Linked DNA regions of Mus musculus: all the other regions are linked to region 5. Evidence: chromatin contacts called from public Hi-C, HiCAR-type, HiChIP or PLAC-seq and promoter capture Hi-C data. All regions are on one chromosome and are shown on one strand. Each heading gives the region's core, a stretch centred on a gene start, on an enhancer-like site or on the middle of the called end of the contact. The rest is flanking DNA. Distances are from core to core; before and after follow the strand shown.

Region 1 (2,700 bases), core at 134-2,633, 650 kb before region 5:
ACGGAGGCATTTTCTCAATTCCTCTCAGATGACTTCAACTTATGCCAAGCCGACATAAAACTAGCCAGCACACACACCCAACCAGGAAGATTACTTTTGCTTCTTTAAAAGCTAACCGAAATTTTAAATACTTCATTGCTGCGCAAGAGTTCCTAAAAGTGAGAGAATTTGAATTGAAATGAAACCTGTGGGGAAACCATGCAGAGAGAAAAATCTTGACAAGGAAGACATTTTCCAAAATCACCTCTGCAAGGTGAACTGTCAGAGATGAGAGTTAACTTAACCTGTTTTCTGTCATAAAATCCCTTTGAACTCTCCAGAAGGTGCTGCGTGTGTCTGTCTCCACTTGGGCGGGGAACTCCTGGGACACGTGACCACGTGGCACGTGACCATGGCCCACTCCGGGCGGAGAGAAGCTGGACTCAGGGTGATTTTAGTATTTTCCTTTTCTGTTTGTGTCTCGTGAATTATCAGTATGAGTAAATACCAATTTTAAGATCAGAAAAATAGACATTTAAAGTTTACAATATTGCTGCAGTTTATAAAACACCCCTCGAAGTTCCCGGCAGAGAGGGCTTGGAGTTCAGCCTGTTACAATGTGTGGGGGTGGGGTGATGGCTCCACCTTTGAGAGGTGGAGCCCAGTGGGAGGAAGTGATGATGTCATTGGGGTCTATTGGGTCTGCCACTTCTGATCTCTCTGCTTCTTGGCTACTGTGGCCACAGGTTCCAGGCAGCAGGGCCAAGTGATCCTGACTGGAACTTGAATCTTTGAGCAAAATGACCCCTTTTCCCTCATTAGATTATCGTGACTAGCAGACGGGAGGATGGAGCTGGCTTGTGCTGGTCCAGATGTGCTGGCCTGTGAACATCAGCTCTCATTGCTACTGTGTTCAGTGCTGCTGTCAGCCTGGGACTGGCGGTGGGGATATTTACACCACAGAAAATGGCAAATGTGCATATTGCAATTTTCCCCCTAGAGAGGTGGCTAACCAGCATATTACCATATATGTATATGTACATGTATACACACACATACATACACACACACGCACACACATATATGTGTGTGTATATATATATACATATATGTATGTATATATATGTATATGTATATGTATATGTATATATATATAATTTGAGTTACTTCTTAAAGTACTTTTATTTTTTATGTGTGTGGGACATGTCTGCATATGTGACAGAGGTGCAGGTGCCTGAGAAATCCAGAGACACCAGACCCCCGAGAGCTGGATTTACAGACAGCTGTAAGCCACCTGATGTGGATGCCGGGAGCCAAGCTTGGGTCCTCTGGAAGAGCGGCCAGTGCTCTTAGCTGCCAAGGCGTCTCTCCAGCCCTCTAGTTATGTATTACAAAATGTTTACAGAGTAAAAAGATCTGAACGGACTTCACTGAAATGTTGATGAGCCTTGTCTCTTGGCTAAGGAACTAGAGGTTACTGGCTTTTAATTTTCTAGCATATTGTAATGAGCTCATTGATTATTATAATGGAAAGAGACCAATCAATTTAAAAATCACACTCTGTGTGTGTGTGTTTGTGCGCGTGCGTGTGTGTGTGTAAGCCAGAGGACAACTGGTGGGTAATGTTTCTCTCCTACTATGGAAGATCCCCAGAATCAAACTCAGGACCTCAGGCTTAGCAGTAGGCACTTGTACCTGCTGATCCATCTCCCTGGGCCAGAAAAAGACAAATTCAAATAACAGTCCTGTTACTTTCTCCTTGGAAGGGAGTATTTGGGCTTAGAACTCTGGCTCCATGTGGTCCAACCAACTAAAGCCCGGGTCACCGAAATGATCCACTGTTTGACCAACAGGTCCTGTCAGTCATAAAGTGGATAGGCCAGTTACACAGAGAGAGGGGATCTTTAGCCATCCACAGTGTACGGGTGAAGGAGCCTGTGGATCCAGCTTGGGGTTATGTGATCATGAAGCTGTCCCCCTCCCTTCCATCTAAGGAGGACGGTGGCACCTGTGGGGTAGGGGAGGTGGCACCACCGGAGCTGTGTACTCTGGTCCCCCAGGTCTCTCCACCCCTTGCTGTGGATCAAAATCAACCCCCACCCCAAAGTTAAACTGAGGTTCTAAAGTGCGTGTGAGGACACATTGATGCCAGGAAGCCTTGGATTCCTGTGGCAAGGAAAACTTGCTGTTGGTGCCAGCACCTCTGTGTTCTGCGTTTCCCAGCAGCCCCAGGGGCAGGAGGTCATGATGGAGGGAGTAGCCACTGTTTCCTAGAGCCTCCTGGTGATCCTGTCCTTTTCTAGGTACTGCAAAGACATCCAGGGACTCCAAACAAGGTCCATGTTTGATCTAGACGAATGCCATCTGCCAGGGTAACAATTTTTACAACCTGAGAGCCACCACACCCACAGAGAGGCTGTGTGTCCAAACTCGTGACAGACAGGGATGGTTCTGGAAAGACCTCACTCTGATCCTCAGTGATTGTGACTTGAAGCCAACCAAGCACATTAGCTATCACTAAGGAGAATGCTGCTCAAGTGGCTTTTTGTCACTCGTGGGACTGAGAGCCAGGCATTCTACAAATAGCAGCCCTGGGCCTTGAGAGCTCCGAGTGGGCGTTTGTTGACTGGCACCAAACACAAGGCAGTGGGATTTCTCCTAAGAAGAAAAAAAAAATCCCAAAGCCAGCATGGAAAAGGACATTAAGCATGATCAATAGCA
Region 2 (2,814 bases), core at 144-2,643, 800 kb before region 5:
ATTCTGCCAGCTGCAGATGGTTTCTGCGACTGTGTGACGTTTGGATCCTGGGGACTTTCCAAAGGGTCTATAAATGCTAGGGCCTCAAGGGGCAGGTTGTTGGTGGGTTGCTGCTGGTTAAGTAGTAAAGTGGGAAGAAACAATAAGAAACTAGCTATTCTGCTGGAGAAGATCAAGCTTGCTCCAAGGAACTCAATGCCCCTCATCAGCAGGAAACAGTCTAATGATAACGTCACCTGTTGCCCTATCCTTTCTTATCGCCTATCTAGTGTTAGGGGGTTGAGTGGGTGGAAGAAAAGAAGTATCTATAAAGTAACACTGGTTGCGCTTTAGGGCTGTTTAGGTCACTCGGCAAGTAATAGCACTGCCTCTAAGTCTGGTGATCTGCGTTCAGTCCCTGGCACCCACAGGGTGGAGGGGCACCCACTCCCACTAGCTGTCCTCTGACTCCCACATGTGCCATTATAGGGCATGCGCAGGCACCCACACACTCTGTATAAAATGCAGCAGGGTGGGGGGTTGTTTTTAAATCCATTTGAATGGAAGTCGTTCATGCTCAAATAAATACTCCCCGACTGTGGCCATGCAGACAACCCTAATTAAACTGTGGATGGAGTGGTGCACATCTTTGATCTCAGCCCTACAAGGCAGAGACAGGTAGATCTCTTAATTCAAGGCCAGCCTGCTCTACAGAGCCAGGTCCAGGACAGCCAGGGCTACACAGAGAATCCCTGTCTCTGAAAAACAAAACAAAACAAAACAGAGACAATCAGAGAAACAGAAAACAAAACCAAACCCTCATATAACATGCCGGGCAGTGGTGGCACATGCCTCTAATCCCAGCACTTGGGAGGCAGAAGCAGGGGTTTTCTGAGTTCAAGGCCAGTCTGGTCTACAGAGTGAGTTCCAGGACAGCCAGGGCTACACAGAGAGACCCTGCCTCAAAAAAAAAAAAAAACAAAAACAAAAACAAAGTATATAACATATATATATATATATATATACACACACACACACACACACATTATTTTATTTGTTATATGTTTTATTATATATAATATAGATATATAATATACGTATATTTTATATATATACATGTATACATATACATACACACATATATACACATACACACATGAGGAAGATGGGGTTCAGTAGGTATAAAATGGAGGATGAAAGAGGGCAACAGTAGAACGGGAGGAGGGCAATGGCCAAAATAATTATGTACAAATATGAAAAACCCAGGAAAGACAAGGCCTTCTGTACTCTGGATGTAGTCAGTCTTCGCTTCCCTTCCGCTATCTCCAAGGTCAGGGTCACCTCCGGCTCCCAGGCAACCTGTCACCTTGACGACCGAGCGAAGAAAAGCCGGAAGCCAGGGACGACGTATGTGATCCCGCGATATTTGGCGCGCCGGCTCCGGCCGGAAGCTTATGGTGGCGGCCGGCTCTCGCGAGACTTGCCATCAGTAGGAGCGCGGGGGCCGGCCGTGAAGAGTGCTGGAGTTGCCAGTGAGGAACATGTCGGAGTCCGAGCTGGGCAGAAAGTGGGACCGGTGCATGGCCGACACGGTCGTGAAGCTAGGTGAGCTCATCTGCCTCTGGTAGGCCCTGGGCTGGAGCCGAGCGGCCCGCGCGCGGACGGGAAGCCGCAGGGGTCAAGCCGCGGCCTGCTGCTGTCTGGACGGCGGGGCGCGCTGAGCTGCGGGGCGCTGACAGGTGACGACTGTCAAGCGGGGCGGCGAGGGCGACGAGGGCGACGAGGGCGGCGAGGACAACGGGCCGAAGGGCGCGGGAGTTTCCGAGGTGGCTGGAGGTGCAGGCCCGGGGAAGCAGCGGTGCTCCGGGAGTGGGAAGGCGTGCGGGACGCGCCGGGAAACTCTGTCACTCCATGCCCCATGTCCCCCGGGTTAGGCGAGCAGCCGGCCGGAGCGCAGACGGCTCCCCAGCCGGGAGCAAGCGGCCTTCGGAAGAAGGTCATAGAAGAAGGCGCTTAACCGCCTCCGTCGGGCCGCGCTGGCAATTGCGGTCGTGCCCGGCCTCATTGATCCGAACCCGCCTCGGGTCTGCAGTTGGAGCCGGGGGTTATTCTCCGGAAGAATGGCCGCAGTCAGATAGATCGCGGCCACCGCCGGCCCCCTCGGTAGTCCAGGTTGTCTCTTTGGACACGCGTCCTGTGACGACACACTTTGTGAGGTCACGGGGTCGGGGAAGGAGGCTCGGGGGGCGGGGGTGTCCCATATAATAGTGATGGTGATGCAGATGTTAGGCGCGCTGCTCGCCACGGTAGCTCGGAAATGACCTGTCTCGTCGTGAGTTGGAGCTCGGTGAAGGAGCTTGCCTGAAATCGCGTTGCTGATAATGTGGCATAGTTGAGAATCCCTCCCCCCCCAGGATTTCTTCCTTGGGGTTCTCAGGCTCTCTGCTGATCCTCGTCCACTCCATCTTTCTCTTGTTGATTGTCTGCAGCTATTGGTGTGTAGGCCAGAGATCGATGATGAGTGGCTTCCCTCCCTCAGTAGCTCTTTGCCCTATTTATTGAGACAGTGCCTCACTATGGAGACCTGGCTGGCCAGGAAAACTATGTCAGCCAAGTTAGCCCTGAACTCAGACACTCTCTGCTGGATTTAAAGGTGTGCACCACTACACAGGACTCTCACAGGAACTGGAGCGCATCAGTTTGCCTAAACTGGCTGCCCATTGAGTTTTGATCGGCCTTCTCCCCCTCCCCAGCATTTTTTCATGGGTGTTGAGGATTTGAGCTCAAGTCTTTTTTTTTTTTATGCCAGGGGCTTTATTATCCACTGAGCTGTCT
Region 3 (2,700 bases), core at 12-2,511, 870 kb before region 5:
GAAAGGAAGGCTGCGCCTGCTAGGATGCATCGTGTCCAGGCCGTAGGTTGGGCTGCTGAGCTCCGTGTCCCCCTAGCCCCAGGGCTGCGGCCTCACAAGAGCAATTGTGAGTTCACCCCTGTCCAGTTGGCTTACCAACCCGTCAGCACTCTGCTCCCCACTCAGGCAGGGCACCCCTCAAGACGCGCTCTATTAGCCGCACTACCACTAGGCCCTCCCAAGGGAAATGCCCTGTTCTGCCTTCCGGGCATACAGATGCCGCCCTTCTCTCCCTCGCTCGCCTGCTCACTCACACCGAAGCGGCCTCCCCAGAAAGGGGCAAACCTAGGAAAGGCTCAGTACCCAGACCACCCCCACCCTGGCTGGGGCTCTCCCCCGCTCGCCAGAGGCTGCCCAGAAAGAGCCTCCTAGGAACAGGAGAGGGGACACCTGGGTCAGGAGCAGGACACGGAACAAGCAGGGTCTAGATGGGAGGGTGAGAGCAGCGAAGGGCTGACGCAGGCTAGGCTAAGTCGTGAGAAGTCGGGGGAAGGGGACGGCTAGGGCCGGGGACAGGGAGGTGCAGGGAGGGGGGGAACACAGCTGGAGTAGAGAGGCCACACTTGAGGACCGACCGCAGAGAGAAGATTCCATGACGGTGAAGGAAACAAACCTAGGCAGAGTTCACTGGAAAGGGCTTATCGGGGTGCAGACTGGGGCCATGGAGAGGAGAAGAGTTTGGGGGAAGGGGACCTAGACTGGACCACTGGAGCGAGAACCACGGTCCTAGCCTGGGCCCTGGGGCCGAGGCAGGAGCCCAAGTACAGCCCATGGGATGAAGGCCTGCGAGAGGGGTGCCCGGCCTGGCCCCTGAAGGAAGGAAGGTCTAGCCTGGGATAGGCGAGACTAGCCTGGACTTGCAGGGAGAAGAACTGGGCTCCACATGGAGCCCAGGGCGGGGTCATAGGCTATCAGGGCCTCCCGCCGCCCACTCCGGACCCGAAGAGTGGCGTCTGCCTAGGGTCCGGGACCCCGCCCCTCCCCCACCCCGGATCCCCACCCTTCCCGGGCCGGGCGGGTCGGCGAAGGAGTGGACGCGAGCTCCGGCGGTGAGAGGGGTCCCGGGATGGAGCCGTGAAGGGGTCCCTTTACCATGGTGGCGGCGGCGGCGACGGTCCCTGTCCCGGCGTCTGTGGCTCTCCCCCCCGCAGCAGGGCCCTGCGCTTCCACTTCCCCGGGTGCCCAAGAGTGAACATCCGGGTCAGCGCCCCCCTCCCCCCCCCACCCCCCCGCGCCGGGCAGCCACCACCTTCCTTCCCCGCCCCGGCCAGCCCGACCCGCCCCCCAGCCGCCAGCTCCCGACCAATGAGAGCGCGGGGCCGCAGCGATCGCCAAGTATGGAGCGCCGCGCGGGGGGCGGGGACGGGGGCAGGCCCTGTGGTCGAGTGGGCGTGTCCTGTCTCAGGAGGGGCGGGCCAGGCGCAACGCTCCTGCGCGGCCAGGGCTGTGGCGTTCCGGAGGGACTGGGTCTACTTGCGTCCCTCCTCTGACTGTCAGCCTCGCTTCTCGCAGCTGCAGGACGCGGGCTAGCTGAGGGTGGAGCGGTTCACTGGTTCCCCTGGGCGGAGGATGCGGAAGGCGCCGAAACTAGGAGGGGACCGGCCCTCCGCAACCCACCCGGACCCGGAACTGGTGCGCCGGACGAGGCCCGGCCCCTACAGAGCGAGCGGAACCTGCATGGGGAAGCCGGCTCTGCCGCCCCTGTTGCTGAACACCTGCTATCAGGACCAGGCGGGCAGCTTTTAGGTACCAAAAGATGACAAGTGAATAAGCCATAAGGATCCCTGCCTGCACTTCATAGCTACCAGAGTAGTTGTGGGAAAGACCCGGGTAAGAAGACTAGAACATTTGGGTTCAATAAATGCTGTTTCATATACTTTTTTACATTATGTACAGAGAATCAGCCCGTTTCCCTAAATGAGTATCTCTCTCGAATCATATAGTGACTCAGAAATCCCTCTTTGTTTTCAGGTCTGAAGATTGAACGTAGAGCCTCAGGCAGGCTAGGCTAAGCTCTTCCACTTAACTGCAGCCCCAACCAGAAATTTGCTGTTCAAAAGAGTGAATTTTGTTTTGTTATCTAGAACTCAGGAGCCCTAGAATTGCACGTTTTGTTTATAACAACCCCCTACACGGCTTGCTCACCCTCCGTTTAGAGTCATATCAGGTCCTGAGAAGAGATCAGAAAACATCTGAGGGGAAACTGTGCCCTAGGCCTCTGAGCTTATAGTCAAGTGAAAGCTTGCAGGGACAGCCACCAGCAAAGAAAGCGTCCAGGTAAGTCTCTCAAGAATGACATAGACCAATATTACAGGAGTTCAGAGAAGGGAGTGGCACTTAGAAGGTCATTACACCGGAAGTATTTATCATGTAGCTATTGGCCAAGCACTGTGTAGGAAGCAGGCTGGAGAAATTACAGCTTTGAGCAAAATAGCCCATGATGGCATATGGCTTGTGGGTAAGATTTCACCTCCAGGAATAGAGCCTCTTACAGCCTGGGTAAGTACCCCTGTCCTGAGTTAAGGCCCCTTCAAGCTTGAAACCTGGTCAGAGACCAGGTACCCTATCTAATAAAGTATTGGGGGTGAGATGTGGAAAAACAGTGGATAGAGCAGGTAGACAGACGAGCCCTGTGGTGGTATTTTGGAGGATGGTCCAAGG
Region 4 (2,700 bases), core at 37-2,536, 530 kb after region 5:
AAATACATAAATAAGGAGTAATTTACCCAATACTTGGTCTCACTTTGTAAAAACATAAACTTATTTCTCAAGGGAAATTTCCTAGCACCGCTGTAAATAAACAGCATTAATTATTAAAATACAAGAACAAATGAAAACAAACCCAGGCATTCCTGGGTTTTGGCATCAGGCTCCAGTTCCGGCCCTGAACTTACCGATGAGGTCACATGTTGTCTCTGGGCCTTGCTTTTCCTCCTGTAAAATGGGCTCAATAGTAGAGCTCATATAGAAGATGCCTGGACCTAAGACGGAACTTCAGGGTAGAAGTGATCAATCCTAGGTGCCCAGGAAGATGGAGTTCAGGGAAACCTGATCTTTGCTTTCAAATCTCTGGCTGTTGGGGATTAGAGGTACAGATGGGTTTTGTCAGCTTCAGTAGCGATGATAAGACCCTCCTCTTAGGAGGAAATGAGGAAGTATTCAAATGGTGGTGGCATTCAAACCTACCTCCAGGAGTTCACAGTAGGAAACGAATCAGAGACTTCAAAACCAGACTGGCTTTCAGGGGAAGGGAGGTGGTGGCCCTTGGGGAACTGGATAAGGCCCACTGGCACCCAGCGGTTGCCTTTCCTTGTTTCCTGTGCATGTTCCAAACTCGGTCTCTTATAACTCTCCCAATAACGTGAAGGAAGAAAAACCAGGGGATAGTGTCTGCGGGTTATAGAGCCTTGGCCAGTCCCCCGAAGTCACCAGAGCAGGCCTGTGGGCCTAGACAGTCTGGCTCCACTGCCTGGGAAGTGGTCTGCCCCGGGCAGGTCCTGGGGCTTCTGGCTGGGACAGACAGAATGTCCTGAGTCCCTGTTTCTTCAGATATTAGGGAGGGAGGGCCCTGTCCAAGGGGTCTCCTTCTGCTTCCTACTGACTTAGTTAAGGGCAAAAGAGAAAGTGGATAGGAAAGGGGTAAGGGTGTGAGGCTCAGAGGTGCACATGGTGACGGACAAGGATGTGTAGGCAGAAAGACGCACAGAAAAAAGGAGCCAGGTGGGTTCACAGACGCGCAGGGTCAGGCACAGGAAGACAACCATCGAGGGACAAAGTCTCCTACAGAGAAATCAAACCTAAAGACAAGCCAGCTGCACCCTGAAGCCAGGATGAGCCGCAGGGAAAGAGAGAGGCAAGGCGGGTTACCCTGCCTGTTGCAGCCCTACGGGCCGGGTCGAGCGCCGCGCTCCCGGCAGGGGGCGCCCTGGCAACGCAGAGGCACCCGCCTGGGGCTCGGGGTGCGGGCCGGGGGCGGGGCGGCCGGGGGCGGGGAGGCCGGCGGGTGCTCGGCCAGGCCGCCTTCATAAGCAGGCGGGGGAGGTGGCCGCCAGAGTACGCTCCCGCCACTGCGCTCCTTAGGGCTGCCGCTCGCGAGCCGGAACAGACCCTCCCCACGAGTGCCTGCAGGTAAGGAAAGCATGCTGCGCCCGTGGCTTGCGCGACTCCCACGCGCGCGCTCCGCCGGTCCCGCAGTGACTGTCCCAGCCACGGTGGGGACACGTGGAAGGTCAGGCTCCCTGGGGACCCACGACCTCCCGCTCCGGACTCCGCGCGCATCTCTTGTGGCCTGGCAGGATGATGGACGTGGCGCCCGCTGAGCCGCTACCCAGGACCTCACCCTCGTGCTAAGCACCTGCTCCCGGTGCCCACGCGCCTCCGTAGTCCACAGCTGCGCCCTTCGTGGTCCCTTGGCACTCTGTCCCGTTGGTGTCTAAAGTAGTTGGGGAGCAGCAGGAAGAAGGCACGTGCTGCGATCTTTGGCGGGAGAGATCGGAGACCGCGTGCTAGTGTCTGTCTGAGAGTGGGGGAGCCCAGGAAACGGAAGGAGCCTGTGAACGGTTCCAGGCTGTGTGCAGGTGAGAGTGGGGCTGCTGCCTTGCCCAGCGCGGGTAAGAAAGGGTTAAAGGCACAGTCACAGCGGCAGGACCCAAGACGGAGGAAAAAAACCTCATTCTTACTCCCACATTGTCCATGGTAATCCTTTTCAACGCGTAATGGGCCTGAGGAAGGAAGACTTGCAAAGGACTCTGGGGTATGCCTGTGAATCCTGATTAAAAAGGAAAGCTGGCGCGGCAACTCTGGAGAGATGCTGGCAGTCTGGAGGCTGAGGATCTCTGTGAGTTCGAGGCCACTCTAACACTCTAGGAAGATTAGGTCTCAAAATCATACACACACACACACACACACACACACACACACACACACACACACACACACACACACATACATATAACAGAGGGATTATTCTCAGGCCTGAAAGAACGTTTGGCTCCAAGAAGAATTCAAAGACCCCCCCTCAGGCAGCCTCAGATTCTCAGTCTGGTTGAGAATTAGGGCAACTGTTTATTAAATGCTGGATAAGGACTGCTCTGACACCTGACAGACTACAAATAGGGACAGAGAGTTTTAGACAATGTAGGCAATGACATTAGGCATTGAACCCTGTTGCCCATTCTCCACAGCCCAGGAGATTAAGGAGAGCCCCCCCCCAGTATGCCCTTCACCCTCCAAGCCTCTCTGGTCTCCCCAGTCAGCTCTTTCCTCTCCCACTCCCTGGCCGTCTCCTGTCTCTGCCTCCTTTTCCAATTCCTGAACCGTCTCTGGTTCCCTTAGGGGAGAACACAGCTTCTCAGAAGCCTACTGGTGGAGTGAGACAGGTCTGGGCTGGTTCGCAGCCAT
Region 5 (2,700 bases), core at 53-2,552:
ACCCGTCCCCTTTTTAGGAGAGTTATATTTCGCCTAGGACGCATCACTCCCTGATTGGCTGCAGCCCATGGCCGAGCTGACGTTCACGGGAAAGGCAGAGTACAAGTAGTCGTAAAATACCCTTGGCACATGCGCAGATTATTTGTTTACCACTTAGAACACAGGATGTCAGCGCCATCTTGTGACGGCGAATGTGGGGGCGGCTCCCAACACTACCTCTGGTGGGTAGTGGGTTAAAAGAGAGGTTAAAGCATTGAAGAACCATCATTTAAAATAGGCTTTGAAGGCTGGGCAGTGGTGGCACACGCCTTTAATCCCGCACTTGGGAGGCAGAGGCAGGTGGATTTCTGAGTTCGAGGCCAGCCTGGTCTACAGAGTGAGCTCCAGGAGAGCCAGGGCTATACAGAGAAACCCTGTCTCAACACCCCCCCCCCCCAAAAAAAATAGGCTTTGAAAAAAATTAAAAATTTCACTGGATGACCAGTATTTGGTATTATGTGATTTTACACACACACACACACACACACACACACAAAATTATGCTTAAGTCAGAGACAAGCAAAAAGATTATTCAGCCTGATGTGGTGGTATATACCTGTAATCCCCACACTCCAGAGGGCCATCCTAGTCTACAGGAAGAATTCCAAGCCAACCAGGGCTATGCAAGGCCTTGTCTCAAATAAAGTAAAATAAAATGAGTAAAAATAGTAACAGGGTTAATAACCTTATTATCAGCTAGCTATTCGTAACAAGCAGTTTAAGTCATAGGGATTTATTAAGCATCTGGGTGGCTTCTGGTTAAGTCTCCCAGTCAGTCTCAGACCTCAGCTCCTGCACCCACTGGTGCATAAATTATGGCCTTTGGTCAAGATTTCCCTCCAAGATCTAAGCCCCGGAACCTCCAACCTGTCTGTACAGGAGCATGAGAGCACTTGGGAGTGGGGGAGAAGAGCCAAGGTCTTCCCTCGATAGCCAGGGCAGTGTGAACTTCAACCTCAACTCTAATACCTGCAAGCAATCTGGAAACACCACAGTCGCTTATCTACAAAATTGGCACTCATATCATGGGGGGGACAGTCAAACTAGCTAACAGGTGTAAAGGGCCTGGATCGGTGACTGATAACAAATATTAGTTTCCTGGCTCAACGTCTCATCTTAACCAGGACCAGTGAAGTTGTTCACAACCCCTCGACCTGGGTTCAAAGTGCAAACCAGCTGCACCAAGGGATGCAGGGATGAGCGGGTAGCGCCCCCGCGTGCTGCGCAGGAGAACTGCCGGGGACCGCCCCCCGCGCTTGCGCACAGGCGCCGCCCCCGAAGTTTGTTGTTGTCCCAGACGTTTGTGGCGGTGGCAGCTGGCTCCGGTCACCGCGCCACCATGGCGGTGCGACAGGCACTGGGCCGAGGCCTGCAGCTGGGTCGGGCGCTGCTGCTGCGCTTCGCGCCCAAGCCCGGCCCGCTGTTCGGCTGGGGGAAGCCCGGCCCCGCGGCGGCCTGGGGCCGCGGAGAGCGCCCAGGCCAGGTCGTAAGCCCCGGAGCACAGCCTCGGCCGGTCGGGCTCCCCCTCCCGGACCGCTACCGCTTCTTCCGCCAGTCGGTAGCTGGGCTGGCGGCGCGGATCCAGAGGCAGTTCATGGTGCGGGCCCGGGGCGGCGCAGGCCCTTGCGGCCGAGCGGTCTTCCTGGCCTTCGGGCTGGGGCTGGGGCTGATCGAGGAGAAGCAGGCGGAAGGCCGGAGGGCCGCCTCGGCCTGTCAGGAGATCCAGGTGAGAGCGGCGGTGGGCGGGAGCGCCGGGAGCGGGCCGAACCGGGCCAGAGTGTAGCCCTGAGGCCAGCCGGGCCGGGGCGGGGCCTAGGCCAGGAGGAGGCGGGGTTAGGAGAGTGAGTGATCTGGGTGGGGCGGGGCCAAATTGGACAGCAAGGGCGGAGTTAGTTGGATAGTTGTTGGGGCAGCCTCAGAATCCTAGTGGTGTAGGGGCGGGTCGTGAACCAGGGCGTGGTAGGAGCCTGGGCATTGGGAAGGGCAGGTCTCTGAGCCGTGATTGGGCAATTTAAGGGGGTGGGGTACTCGTGGACCAGACTGAGTGGCTGGTGGCATCTTAGTTATGTGTCTAAGAGCATGAGGACATGCCTAGACCTTGGGGGGGGGGGTAGGTAGATCAGGGGATAAGGCAAAGATTAAAATCTATCTATGACTTGGACTATACATTTCTTGGAATTGATCTGTTAATTAAGGCTGACCTATTTCCCATTACTGATGGCCTGATATGCCGACACTTTGCAAACAGTATGGTTTAAAAGCTGCTGATTATTGGTCTCTGTTGCACTGTAACAAATGGCTTTGAGTAAATTTCTTTTCTTTTGGGATGCATAAAAGGGGGACAGAGCCTTGATTTGTATATGTAGCCCAGGTTTGTCTTGAACTTTTTTTTTTTTTAGTTTTTCAAGACAGGGTTTCTCTGTGTAGCCCTGGCTGTCCTGGAACTCACTTTGTAGACCAGGCTGGCCTCGAACTCAGAAATCCACCTGCCTCTGCCTCCCAAGTGCTGGGATTAAAGGTGTGCACCACCACAGCCCGGCTGGATGATAACATTTGGAATGTAAATAAATAAAATATCCAATTGAAAAAAAAAAGTCACTCAGGAGGCAGAGGCAGGCGGATTTCTGAGTTCGAGGCCAGCCTGGTCTACAAAGTGAGTTC

The links. Promoter capture Hi-C pulls out the DNA fragments that hold promoters and counts their contacts. A called contact is a pair of places that touch in the nucleus more often than the background predicts. HiCAR-type assays count read pairs that join an accessible place to other places. HiChIP or PLAC-seq counts read pairs in DNA pulled down with a chosen protein or histone mark.
Region 1: a contact with region 5 is called in a HiCAR-type map of embryonic stem cells, with 3 times the contacts expected there. The contact joins the enhancer-like site here to the promoter of Pink1 in region 5. A contact is called at or near these places in 1 of 39 promoter capture datasets (liver), 2 of 484 Hi-C or Micro-C datasets (CD4 T cells and CD8 T cells) and 5 of 115 datasets of contacts at active chromatin or transcription factors (the 230-238 cell line, bone marrow-derived dendritic cells, bone marrow-derived macrophages and 1 more).
Region 2: a contact with region 5 is called in a Hi-C map of CD8 T cells, with 3 times the contacts expected there. The contact joins the promoter of Micos10 here to the promoter of Pink1 in region 5. A contact is called at or near these places in 1 of 39 promoter capture datasets (neural stem cells) and 1 of 484 Hi-C or Micro-C datasets (CD8 T cells).
Region 3: an H3K27ac HiChIP or PLAC-seq map of thymic regulatory T cells shows a contact between it and region 5, with 5 times the contacts expected there. The contact joins the promoter of Capzb here to the promoter of Pink1 in region 5. A contact is called at or near these places in 1 of 39 promoter capture datasets (liver) and 2 of 115 datasets of contacts at active chromatin or transcription factors (pancreatic cancer cells and thymic regulatory T cells).
Region 4: a contact with region 5 is called in a promoter capture Hi-C map of pre-B cells, with 2.4 times the contacts expected there. The contact joins the promoter of Alpl here to the promoter of Pink1 in region 5. A contact is called at or near these places in 2 of 39 promoter capture datasets (liver and pre-B cells) and 1 of 115 datasets of contacts at active chromatin or transcription factors (large pre-B cells).

The regions. Positions count from the first base shown.
Region 1 is chr4:138,978,899-138,981,598 of GRCm38.p6, reverse strand. All of the region lies in intron 2 of Tmco4 (transmembrane and coiled-coil domains 4), which reads right to left. Among named protein-coding and RNA genes, the nearest start is that of Tmco4, 7.3 kb to the right of the region's middle. Within about 2 kb of position 1,383, at least 34 of the 459 cell types and tissues checked have an H3K27ac peak or open chromatin away from gene starts, as enhancers often do. A contact at or near this core is called in embryonic stem cells and liver, where this site is marked.
Region 2 is chr4:139,129,692-139,132,505 of GRCm38.p6, reverse strand. Micos10 (mitochondrial contact site and cristae organizing system subunit 10) reads left to right here and starts at 1,393. Exons shown (of 4, transcript NM_001163006.2): 1 at 1,393-1,584. The coding sequence starts at 1,521.
Region 3 is chr4:139,191,460-139,194,159 of GRCm38.p6, reverse strand. Capzb (capping protein (actin filament) muscle Z-line, beta) reads right to left here and starts at 1,261. Exons shown (of 9, transcript NM_009798.4): 1 at 1,132-1,261. The coding sequence starts at 1,134.
Region 4 is chr4:137,794,970-137,797,669 of GRCm38.p6, reverse strand. Alpl (alkaline phosphatase, liver/bone/kidney) reads left to right here and starts at 1,286. Exons shown (of 12, transcript NM_007431.3): 1 at 1,286-1,428.
Region 5 is chr4:138,324,898-138,327,597 of GRCm38.p6, reverse strand. Pink1 (PTEN induced putative kinase 1) reads left to right here and starts at 1,302. Exons shown (of 8, transcript NM_026880.2): 1 at 1,302-1,765. The coding sequence starts at 1,379.